2 separate regions of the Sus scrofa genome follow, and region 2 is linked to region 1. Evidence: chromatin contacts called from public HiChIP or PLAC-seq data. All regions are on one chromosome and are shown on one strand. The core of a region is the stretch at or near the end of the contact, and the rest is flanking DNA. Distances in the headings are between cores, read along the strand shown. Region 1 holds the start of MEGF8 (multiple epidermal growth factor-like domains protein 8). Region 2 holds the start of DEDD2 (DNA-binding death effector domain-containing protein 2).

Region 1 (5,998 bases), core at 1,500-3,999:
GTGCCCCAGATCCCATACTCAGTGAGCTGTGGGGCTGGGGGGTGGGGTGCAGGCTCAGAACACCAGTGCAGTGCCCTTTCTGCTATACTTCACCTTCAGCCGGTTTCCATCCTAAAAATGCTCACGTTAGCACAGCTCCACCTCTGGGATTCCACCACTCTTTGGTTTTAGCTCCTTGTTCACTTATTCAGCAATAACCTTAGAGGGGCCGTGCTGGGCTCCTGTGTGCAGTGCTAGGATCACATCCAGTCCCTGCCCTGTTGCCCGCCAGACTAATTGGGGAGACGTCTCCACATTCAACCAGTATTTTATTAAGAGCTTATATATGCCAGGCACTGTTCTAGAAGGTACTGGGGGTTCAGCAGGGAACAGAAGAGTCAAGTTCCATGCCCTCATGGAACTAACATTCTAGAGTCTGTCAGTTGCTGTCCAATTGAACGCTTTGTGTGTATGAAAATATTCTACAATCTGTGCTGTCTCATACAATAGTTACTAACCACACGTGGCTCTTAAGCACTTAATTGTAGTTAGTGTGACTGAGAAATCAAATTTTTAGTTTATTTTTGATTATTTTAAATTTAAATAGCCACATATAATAGTAGCTATCATATTGGACAGCGTAGATTGCTGATGCTTAACCAGTCAGGGATATCTCAGGGCTCTGATGGAGGAAGCACCCACAGAGTAATGAGCTGTGATGGACCAGGCAGGTTAGAACCCAGGGCACTGTGAGAGCCCAGAGGAGGGGCCTAATCCAGCTGACGGGCAGGGACGCGGGGTATGGTGTACATCAAGTGAAGGGGAATCCTTAGGGCCCCATGTTTAGGGAGGCAGCACTAGGCCTGGATAGCCCTTCTCCAAACTCCGCCTGCCCTTGGCCCCAGATCATGACACGCCCTTCGGCGGCCAACAAGAACTTCCCGTACCACGTGCGCACGTCGCAGATCGCCTCAGCCGGAGCCCCGGGCCCGGGAGGGAGCCAATCAGCAGACAAGGCCTTCCCGCAGCACGTCTATGGGAACGTGACGTTCATCAGCGACTCGGTGCCCAACTTCACGGAGCTCTTCTCCATCCCCCCGCCCGCCTCCTCTGTAAGCCCCGCGCCCCCGGCGCCCGAGGAGCTGCTGGCGCCGCCCCTGGAGTACCTGACCCCGCTCCCGGCCCCTCCACCACCCTCCATACCCCGGCGCCTGAGCCCACCCCCTGCTTTTCGCACCCCCCGCGCCCCAACGCCGCGCCGCGACCGTTCCCCGGCGCCTGCGCCCACCCTGCCGGACTGGGTCCTGGCGCTGTTGCGCACGCCCCCTCAGACGCCCCGCGCGGTGCCCCCGCCGCCGGCCTTCCGCGGTTCTCCCTACCCTCCCCGGCCGCCGCCGGAGTTCGCCCACCGCACCCCGACGCCGCCCCTTGAGTACCTGGCCCCCCTGCCCAGGCGCCCCTGACTAACACCTGTGCTCACACCTTGGGGGGGGGTCATCCAGAGGGAGGGGGGCGGGCCTTCGGGGCCGCATCTGCCCCCCGTGGGTCCTGGACGGCCTCTGACCCTGACCCCCCTCCCAGGCCGGGAAGCAGGTGGAGGAGACAGCGGTGGCGGCGGCGGCCCCGAGGGGCCGCGTGGTGACAATGGCCGAGCCGGGCGCGGCCTCCCCGCCCCCTCCCTCTCGGTTCCCCAAGGCGGTCGACCCGATCTGGGATGGCCCGACGCCGCCCTACCAGCCGCTCGTGCCTCAGACAGCGGCGCCGCACACTGGCTTCACCGAATACTTCAGCATGCACACGGCCGGGGGCAATGCACCCCCGGTCTGAGCACCCCTGCCCTCCCCTGCCCAATGGGCCGCGCGCCGGGCCCAGGCCGGGCTCCAGATCCCCACTCTATCCCGGCCCCAGGGCTCTGCCATCCAGGCCATCCCAAACCTCCCCACCCAACGCGCCCATGTGCGTAATATCCTCCCACCCCTTCCCCGACTCTTGTGCCAAACGGTCCCGCGGGAGCCGCTCTCCCCGTCCCCTCCCTTAGCCCCTGCCCCGAGCGGCACCGGATTCTGGGCTCCCGCTGTTCCGTGACCTCCGGCCCCCGGGCCCCCTACGAGACCTCTGACCCTGCTGGACCCCAGAACGATCCAGGGATCCTGCCTGTGATTCTCCAGGACTCCACGACCCCAAGCCACTGCTCCCAGGACGGATATTGTGAAGCTAGTCTCCATCTCTGTGACCTTGGACCCCTACTCTTTCCACCCTATCTCCATCCCAGAGGCCCTCCCTCAGGTCCCTGGCAGAAAGACTTTTTCCCCTTCTTGCCAAAATAAAGAAGATTCTTTGTTTTTATCTATATGATGGCCTCTTTTACATTTTGATAGTGCTCAGAGACAGGGCTGAGCAAGAACTGTTTCAGGCTCAGGACCTCAGTGTGCCCATCTGAGAAATGGTATTTTAGGATGGGCTTGCATAACATGACCTTTTGTTGCCCTAGAATCTGGGAGCACTGAAGATATGAATCATCAACTAGCAGAGTCCTCTCTCTTACGTTTGGCTTATTTTTACCTTTTCTTCCCGAGTCAGAGGTAGATGCGCCCCCCAGTGGCGGATGCTTCACTCAGCTACCTGCGACAAGAGTTCGGGTTACGATTTCAGCACTGCGCATGTATAAGTCTCACTTTCCGTCGGCCAAGTAGGTCATTGCTGCGCATGCGTCTAGGAACAAATGGGCGGGGAAGTTTCCGGAAGTCTCCCTTTGTGGAGGGGTGGGGTTGGGGGCACCGCAGTCCTCCCAGGGCCGCTCTGACCTGCTTCTCGGCGACTTCTCGCCTCCTCTTCGTTCTCTCTCCCACAGCGGCCTCTCGGGCCCCGCCCCCTCGCCCTCTTAGCGGGTCTTCCCGCGGCCGCTCTGGCCCGAGCGTCCCCTCGTCTCTCTGACCTGACTCATCCGGCTTCGAAGGGAGGCGCGGGTGGGTGAGCAAGGGAGTTTGTCTATGGGGTCCAGGCCTGAGCCCCTGAAGACCGGCTCGGCTCCGGGCACCCGCTCGCGCCCCGTCCCTGGCTGGAGGGGTCTTTTCTGGACCATTTGGGCCAGGCCTGGCCCGGCCTGCACACTTTACGTAGGCCTCTGCCAGGCTGTAGAGCCCATCGCCCCCTGGGGACCCACCGGGCTCTAAGGTCCGTTTCGGCTTGCAGCGGCCCGCGACTGTAACTGCAGGACACCATTTATGGGGTTAGCCAGTCTATGGGGGCCCGTGTCTATAAGGGACTCCCAAGGTCCCTAGGGGTCTGCCAGGTCTATTACGACCTCACTGACAGGGTTTTCCATGGGTCTATAGGGCCCAGCCCTCGGCATTCAGAGCCGGTCAGCAGCGGCGGTTCCCTTCGCGGGGACAGCGACTTCTGGACCTCCCTGGTCTACAAGGCAATGTACCATCTATAGAGGTCGCATTTTCAGGGCCTCAAGCCGGGTGGAGGGCCCTCTCCAGGTCTTCACCACGCATCCCGTCTGTAAGGGTCAGTGCTGGAGGGAGGAGGCGATGGCCCTGGGCCGGGCTCTGGCGGCTGCGCTGGCTCTATCTTTGGCCGCGCTGGGGCCACTGTTCCTTGGGGCCCAGGCAGGGGACTGCAAGGGGCAGCGGCAAGTGCTGCGGGAGGCTCCAGGCTTCGTGACAGATGGTGCGGGCAACTACAGCGTCAATGGCAATTGCGAGTGGCTCATCGAGGGTGAGTGGGGCCGAGTGGGTCACACACTCACTCATGCGCTAATTCGTTCATTTGTGCACTCGTTCATCCACTCCCCACGTTCCCAGAGCCCGGGTCTGGTCCAGCCCCTTTGCTCTGAAATGCAGCCAACCTGGGCCCTGCCCTGGAAGGCCTTGAAGTCTGGTGGGGGAGTTGCACTCAGATCCAGATGCCCAAGTCAGGAGCATCAGTGAGGGGTATTGTGAGTAACTAACTGTTAGAAACTCAGGCTCTGAGCCCAACCACCTGGCTTCATTGGAATTTGGGTTCTGCTTCTTAGTAGCTTTTTGAATTTGGGCAAACAGCTTTTTTTGTCTAAGGTTCGGCTTTCCCTCCCTGCAAGTGGGGCCAGTAATAGTACTCACCTCATAGGGCTGTTGGAATTAAAAAAGAACGGGTATTTACCGTGCCTGGCACAAACAGTAAATGCTCAATAAATAGTCTTAAGATTATGAATGTGGTTCTTTTTAAAGTACTTACAAGCATTTTTTTTTCCCAGTCATTCATGTGCCAGACATTGTCTTTGCCACTGGGATATAGCAAGAGACACAGCCCCAGCAATCCCTGATGACTTGGGGCTTGGAATCCAGTGGGAGAGACAAACACGCTAATAAACAGTGGCATGGAGGTCCCGTAGTGGTCAGCAGTTAACGACTGAGCATCCATGAGGACGCTGGTTCCATCCCTGGCCTTGCTCAGTGGGTTAAGATCCAGCGTTACTGTGAGCTGTGGTGTAAATTGCAGACGTGGCTTGGATGGTGCAGTGCTGTGGCTCTGGCATAGGCTGGTGGCTATAGCTCCGATTCAATCCCTAGCCTGAGGTTGAACAAAACAATGGCAGCCTGGAGTGGTTGGGGCTGTGATGGAGGAAACCCACAGTCTTGGGGGAGCCCAGAGAAGGTGTCTGACCTGTGGGGTGGGCGAGAGCAGAGAAGGCTTCTTGGAGTTGATGGGGAGCTGAGACCTAAGGGATCAGCCAGGAGGAGGAGAGATGTGCTCCAGGAAGAGGAAACAGCCTGTGCTAAGGCCCCATCCCTAACCTCGGGTTCCCAGTCCAGTGGGGGAAACAAGCACACCCCAGGGACTGGGTGGGAAGCCCAGAGATGACGTCAGACTTACTCTGGGCTATAGCTGAGGCCAGAGGCATGTGTAGGAGAGAGCAAAAGGGCATTTCAGGTGAGAGTAGCCCGTGCAAAGGCCTGGAAGCTGGAGGATATGCTGCTTTTGAGGAACTCAAAATCTATGCTAGAATACAGATCCAATGAGGCAGAGACTGGAGGGTTAGGAGGAACCAGACGGTGTAGGACCTGGTGATTTTTGAGCTGTGTCCTGAGGGCAATAAGGAGGCAAAAGAGAAATCCAAGACAGTGGCTGGAGAAGTCCAGGAGGGCTTCCCTTGGCAGCAGATGAGGAGCTGGCCTCCGAGAGATGTGGGAGTCCCCAGGAGGTCCTGGGTAAAGGCCAGAGGTGTGATGGCCCCGGATTGTGGGGCACCTCCCTTTGCAGGATGCGGAGCTTGGACTTTATCAGGGGGCACTGGGGCTCTATGGAAGGTTTTGAGCAGGGGAAGGATGTGCTCTAATTTATGTTTGTTTTTTTTTGTTTTGTTTTGTTTTTTTTTTGTCTTTTTGCTATTTCTTTGGGCTGCTCCCGCGGCATATGGAGGTTCCCAGGCTAGGGGTCGAATCGGAGCTGTAGCCACCAGCCTACACCAGAGCCACAGCAACGCGGGATCTGAGCCGCGTCTGCAACTACACCACAGCTCACAGCAACGCCGGATCGTTAACCCACTGAGCAAGGGAAGGGACCGAACCCGCCACCTCATGGTTCCTAGTCAGATTCGTTAACCACTGCACCACGACGGGAACTCCTAATTTATGTTTTAAATATTCTCTATGGCTGTTATGTGGGGTGTGGATGAAGCATGTTTCTTGGGGATGAGTGTATTTGTCCCCAGCTTGGGGGCCATTCCTCTTGGGGTTCAGAAGAGAATGGGAAATATGTGTATGTGTTAGGGGGTATCAGTCATTCTCCGGCCTTGGAGAGCTCCAGCCTGGTTGGAGATAGTAAGGCTGAACACAGATGTTCAGCCTCCAGTGTGCTCAGGGCTGAGACACAGAAGGTGCAGGACCAGGAGGTTAGACAGGTCTAGGGGAGTGAGAAGACTCTGTTGGGGGTCACAAGAGGAGAAGCCACCGGAGCAGGGTTCTGAAACATGCACAGGAGTTTTCCTGGGTTAAAAAATGGGAGCAGCCTCTATGAAGACAAAAGAGGGTCT
Region 2 (5,998 bases), core at 1,391-3,890, 92 kb before region 1:
GCCATAGCTGTAGCGTTCTGGAGAGACTGAGGAGAAAGAAAAATGGAAAGAAGTATTCAAAGCCTCCAGCCTCTTCCAGGCCCAGCCTCCAATTCCCAACCCCTGAGACAAATGCCTGCCCCACAGGGTACCTGAGCTCCCCAGCAGTCAAAGCCCACATACCCACTCCCTCAGAAACACCTCAGGCCAGGATAAAAGACTCATCACCTCCCAGGGCCACCCCAACCATAGCTACAGCAGCTCTAACTGTCAAGGTTATTCTGTAAGCAGAGTTCTGGTCAGGATTCCTGCAATGCTACCCCTAGTCAATTGCCCCGGTTCTTCCTAGGCCCCCAGGGGTAAGCAAGCCTCTGCAGGCTGCTTAAATCCTCTCTTCCACGGCCTGACCTCCAGATATATTTTTGCAGCAATGCCCAGTTCTGCCCTTCTCCTGGTTATCCAAATCCCATGGGCTTGCCCTGAGCAGGGAAGCTCACAAGCACCCTCCCCGAACTAGCCACAGAACCTCTAGCAACCCAGCCAAAAGTGCAACAGTTCAGAGACTATGCACACAAGGGGCTCCCATGCCTTAAACCCTCCCAGCTCCTCTCCTTCTCATGACCGCTGTCCTCTAGGAGTACTCCCCTCACAAGAACTAAGGGCATCAACTCTGGAGACAAACCAGCAGGGTTTTAATCCTAACTCCCACTTCCTGGTCTGCAAGCTTGTGTGTGACATAGCTTCTCACCTACCTCTCTCTGTCCTTACTTAGATCTCTACTCTTGCCACACTGGCCTCTGATAATGCCAAACTCGCCGCTGTCTCAGGGCTTAAAAGCCTGCCTTTCCCTCTGTCTGGAATTTTCTCCTCTGAGATTTATGCACCATGGCGGCTGTACAGCCTCAGTTCAAATGTCATCTTTTCAGAAAGGTCTTGACTGGTAATAGAATCTTAAAAGGGCCTCCCTTCACTCTGAGGCACTCAATTCCCCACTCTCTCTCTCTCTGCTCCACCACTTTGTTTCAGTCTTCCTATAAACACATCTAAAAAGTAAATCCTTCATTTGTCTTAAAGTCTGAAACCCCTACTAAATGTAAGCCTCATAGAACAAACACTTTTGTCAGCCACGTCACGCTGTATCTCCTGTCCCCTCTTCCCCATTCTCTAGGCGCACAGAATTTAATTATTTTATGTAGGCAAGCTGCTTAACTCTTCTGAACCCGTTTTCCCTATACAGTGGGAACAGTGACAGGACTTCCTCTTAGGATTACCAATAGGATATAAGGTAACAGTACATATATAAGAAGGGCTGACCGCTGTGCCTGGCATGAAATAAACCTTCCGTGAACAGTGGCCACAAACACTGATATTGATGCGGCCAAACTCCACAAGCTCACCCCTCCCAATGCCATGCCTCCTCCCGCTTATGTTTCTCTTTGATACCCAAGGGGGAGGAAAGCGTGAGATGGGATGTACATTGTCCGATATGGCACTCCCCACATCTGGCAGCAAGGCCCTCTCCCCACCGGAAGTGTGTCACCCGCCCAGTCAACCATACCTGGCCGGCGCCGCTTGCGCGCCAGGTGCGGCAGCAAGTCGTGGCGGGCCAGCACGCGCAGGAGTTGCCCCAGCAGCCGCAGGTTGCTCTCGTCGCACTGCCCGCGGCGCTCCAGCTCCAGCAGCAGCTCCAGGCCGCTGCGGGCGCGGGCTAGGCCGCCGGCGGCGCCTGGGACCTCGTCCAGCAGGAAGGCTAGCAGCTCCAGCTCGCACTCAGTCAGTTGCCCGCCCACCACCTCGAACATGCGGTGAAGCGACAGCATCCCGTAGTAGTCCAGGCACTCATCCTCCTCCCAACTCGGGGCCGGGGTCGACCCGGACAGCGCCATACCCGGGGGAGAGGAGGCGGAACCAGCTCGGAACGAGGGCCTAGAACCCACACAGCGGGGTCTGTGGTCAGCTACGCGGGGGCCTGGACCTCACTGCCGCCGGTGCGTCTCTCCTGCTGCGTGCCGCCGGGCAGGGCCACCCTCAAGTCCCAGCCGTGTTAGCCTCCCCCTTTTCCTACAAGAGAATGGTATCGCCCGAGGTCCCCTAGTAACAGGTCGAGACGCCAGACCCCACTAGTCCTCCAACCACTCCGGCTGGCCAAGCCCGAACGCCCCTCCCCGGGTGGTATGTTCCAAACAAGCCTCCGGACCCAAGAGATTCATTCGAAACAAGCCTGGGGACCCAACGCACGGCACCTTTCCGACTGCCCTTTGACTTTGAGTACCAATGTCCGGACATGCCCCTTGACTCTGTCCAGTGGTACAGTCCGATCAGCCCCACAGCTCCACCTAAGTGGTGCCGTCCAAAAGTGACCCTCTGCCCGGACCAAAGCAGTCCTTCGCTCCACACGGGTAGCGCAGTCGGAACCCGAGCCCAGAGCCCCGTAAGGGCGGTACCGCCCTCTCCCCAGCACCCAGGTTGGTCCAGTCTACCGCCACCAGTCGCTCTTAGATCTCTCTAGATCCTCACCGAATTCCGGCGTCTGAAGACTCCTGGGCGATGGCCACAGCCACTTGTTTTGGATCTTTCTGGCACCTTCTCTATTATTACGCCTGCGTCACCTCGCCCCTCCTCCTTCCCCCAACTCGCGCAGGTGCGACCGACACGCCCCCTAGGCGCATGCGCAGTGAGGCTTCCAAGCCCCTCCCCCCGGGACTGCTTCCCCAACTGGAGCGTTTGCACCGCCTCTGCTGCGCCTGCGCAGACCGAGAGCTGTTCAGCGTCTGAGCTGCTTCTGGGACCCCTTTGCAGGATTGCTTCTGCCCGCGGCATAAGCCACGGATTCTTTGTTCCCCCGTGTCACGACCTGTTGAAACTACTAATGTCACGGGCTACAGCTCCCTCCTAATCATGACCTAGGCTCCTACTTTACCACTGCTCCTGATGCCCATGGCGAAGGACCACAATCACGACCGTCCTGACTCCAGAGTAGCACCTAGACCTTTTATGATAGGGACTTGGACTCTCCTCTATTAGACTGCTTCTTACTTCCGTTGACAACCTACATCTCATCTGGGCCACCTCACCATCCCAACCGGAATCTCCCCTCATCCAACAGAAATCCCCCATCTATAAGTTCCTTCCCTGATCAAGACCAGGACTCCCGCATCTCATGTTAGGAACAAATACCTCATTCCTGATTGCAATTGGGTCCTCCATCTCCATTCTGCACCTTCCCATGGCATCCATCACGATTCCATTAGTCAGACACGCCCTCTCCCAGCAACTCAAACTCCCCTCCTATAACCTTTTCCAATCTCTACCCTCCAAGGTCACAGGGATTCCCAATACCTCCTCTCTAACCTGCACCTATGAGTTTTACTCTGGCAAGAGAGGTCTCTATCAAAAGAGCTGGTGACTGGAGTTCCCATCGTGGCTCAGTGGTTAACGAATCCGACTAGGAACCATGAGGTTGCAGGTTCGATCTCTGCCCTTGATGAGTGGGTTAAGGATCCCGCGTTGCCCTGAGCTGTGGTGTTGGTCGCAGACGCAGCTCGGATCCCGCGTTGCTGTAGCTCTGGCGTAGGCCAGCGGCTACAGCTCCGATTCGACTCCTAGCCTTGGAACCTCCATATGCCCCAGGAGTGACCCAAGAAGTGGCAAAAAAGACCAAAAAAAAAAAAAAAAAAGTTGGTGACTGAGCGCACATGGCACGCCCTGCCTCCCCCACTTATGTGACTCAAAGTTAGGGCTGGCACGCCTTGAAACAGATCTCCTTCCCCAACTGGTTCCCCACCCCCGGAATTATCACCCCCTTGAGAGGTGGGAGGGCTGGGTTCTACCTGGCATAAGCTCAGCACTAGCTCTGCTTGGGCTGCAGCAGTGACCTCTAAAGAGTCCCTTCCTCTCTCTCCAGTGGCAGCTGTCATCTACTGAAACTCAGCCTTGGGCTGGACACACAGTTGGCCCCTAGTAACTGAATATCATTGAATCAACTGACAAGAGAGAGGAAAGGGAAAGCAATTTTACAAACTAGGAAGGACCATGTCCACGTTAGGTGGTTACAGTGAGCATTCACAGTGTAGGAGGCCCTATGCTGAGTGCTTTTACCTGTTTGATTTCATCCAGTCCCTTCACCCGTCTTTGAGGTGAATATGATTCAAGACCATTTTAGGAGTTCCCGTCGTGGCGCAGTGGTTAACGAATCCGACCAGGAACCATGAGGTTGCGGGTTCGGTCCCTGCCCTTGCTCAGTGGGTTAACGATCCGGCGTTGCCGTGAGCTGTGGTGTAGGTTGCAGACGCGGCTCGGATCCCGCGTTGCTGTGGCTCGAGTTGCTGTGGCTCTGGCGTAGGCCAGTGGCTACAGCTCTGATTCGACCCCTAGCCTGGGAACCTCCATATGCCGCGGGAGTGGCCCAAGAAATAGCAAAAAAGACCAAAAAAAAGACCATTTTATTATTATTATTATTATTTTGCTTTTTAGGGCCGAACCCTCAGCATATGGAAGTTCCCAGGCTAGAGGTTGAATCAGAGATGCAGCTGCCAGCCTATGCCACAGTGACACAGGATCTGAGCCACTTCTTCGACTTATACCACAGCTCATGGCAACGCCAGATCCTTAACCCACTGAGTGAGGCCAGGGATCGAACCCGCATCCTCATGGATACTGGTCAGGTTCTTAACCCGCTGAGCCAGGACAGGAACTCCCAAGCCCATTTTACGGAGGAGTTAAAGTGAGGCCCAGAGGTGGGTAAGAACCCCAAGTGTGTTGACTCTAAAGCTGTGCTCTCAGAGATGCTCAGTCTTCAGTTATGAAATGACATTTCTGTCAAGGTTTTCCACAACCCAGTCCACTCTAAGGACCCTCGTTTTCCAATGACACCCACTTCTCTCCACTTTCAGGCTTGTCAGGAGCGGCAAGGGAGAACTACGCAGGCGCTGCTCCGAGCCCCGCCCACAGGTCCCGGTGTGTGCGTGGAGAAACTCGCGGAGCTCCGCCTGAGCGTCCACACGCAGGCGCAAGAGCGCGTGTCCTCCGCTTTCGGCTCGGATTGGCCGCAACGGGTGAGGGCACCGCCCAATGGGAGGCGTGGATAGTGAGGGGTCCCTCACGCCTGGAGCGGAGGGTCTGTGTCAAGAGCGGCGGGGGCTGCAGGAGGCAAGAGAGACGGGTGAGGGCGCCGCGGGGCGGGTAGGCGAAGAGAGCGCTGGGTGAACGGAGAGGGCGGAGGGAGAATGAAGGGGACCCCGGGGGTCGAGGAGCTTTGGGGCCTGCGCTAGAGCGGGAGCGGCGCGGAGTGAAACGAGAGCGCTCCTTCCTCTGTGCCCTGGAGCGTTGATTGAGCTCTTGCGGTGTGTAGGATCTTACGGTTGAACTTGCCGTTCTCCTGCCCTTTGCAAAGAGCTCTCAGGCTGCGAAGCTGATAAGTCTGGTCAGAAAAAAGGATGTGTCTCAGGAAAGTTGAACTTCCAGGCCCCTGGTGGGGTCCTTCCTGAAAAGACTTAAACTGATCTATTGTATAACAAAATCCATCCTTCCCCCAAATAGTTTACAATCCAAGATTGGGAAAGGAGAAATGTAAACTAGCAAAGTCCAAATTTCAGGTCTCTCGGGCCGCCTTCTCGACATTTACTGGGTGCCTACTTTGAGTAAGACTTGCACCAGGCACTGGGCCTCACTGGAGGGGAGTTCTCTGTTGGAAGTGGGACTGTAAACAATGAAAAGTTGAGCTCTCAGACCCCTGGTTGACTGCTTCCAGGAAGATCCGTTATTGAAGGGCTGTTGTGTGCCAGTGTCTGGGCAACTCAAAAACTAGTAAGGGAGCTGGAAAGTTTAGTCTTTGGCTTTTAGTGAATCATTTACTCAAGGGGTATTTATTGGACACCAGCTGATAGCAGGGCCCTCTGCTGGGTGGTGTTATTGTGGTAATTTACAGTCTAATGGGGGGGCTGGTCTGATGGAAGAAGAGGAATGTATACAGAGACAGTTAAACTCTCAGGGCCACACTTCCTGGAGGGAGCATTATTCA

The links. HiChIP or PLAC-seq counts read pairs in DNA pulled down with a chosen protein or histone mark.
Region 2: an H3K27ac HiChIP or PLAC-seq map of alveolar macrophages shows a contact between it and region 1. The contact joins the promoter of DEDD2 here to the promoter of MEGF8 in region 1. A contact is called at or near these places in 2 of 5 promoter capture datasets (fetal skeletal muscle and liver), 2 of 47 Hi-C or Micro-C datasets (heart right ventricle and liver) and 1 of 2 datasets of contacts at active chromatin or transcription factors (alveolar macrophages).

Annotation. Positions count from the first base shown.
Region 1 is chr6:49,615,871-49,621,868 of Sscrofa11.1, reverse strand. MEGF8 (multiple epidermal growth factor-like domains protein 8) reads left to right here and starts at 2,749. Exons shown (of 41, transcript XM_005655875.3): 1 at 2,749-3,702. The coding sequence starts at 3,516. It overlaps TMEM145 (transmembrane protein 145), which reads left to right. Exons shown (of 15, transcript XM_021094427.1): 14 at 885-1,091; 15 at 1,561-2,329. The coding sequence ends at 1,806.
Region 2 is chr6:49,707,590-49,713,587 of Sscrofa11.1, reverse strand. It overlaps DEDD2 (DNA-binding death effector domain-containing protein 2), which reads right to left and starts at 2,640. Exons shown (of 6, transcript XM_013988629.2): 1 at 2,497-2,640; 2 at 1,538-2,040; 3 at 1-26. The coding sequence starts at 1,865. It overlaps ZNF526 (zinc finger protein 526), which reads left to right and starts at 5,107. Exons shown (of 3, transcript NM_001267848.1): 1 at 5,107-5,140.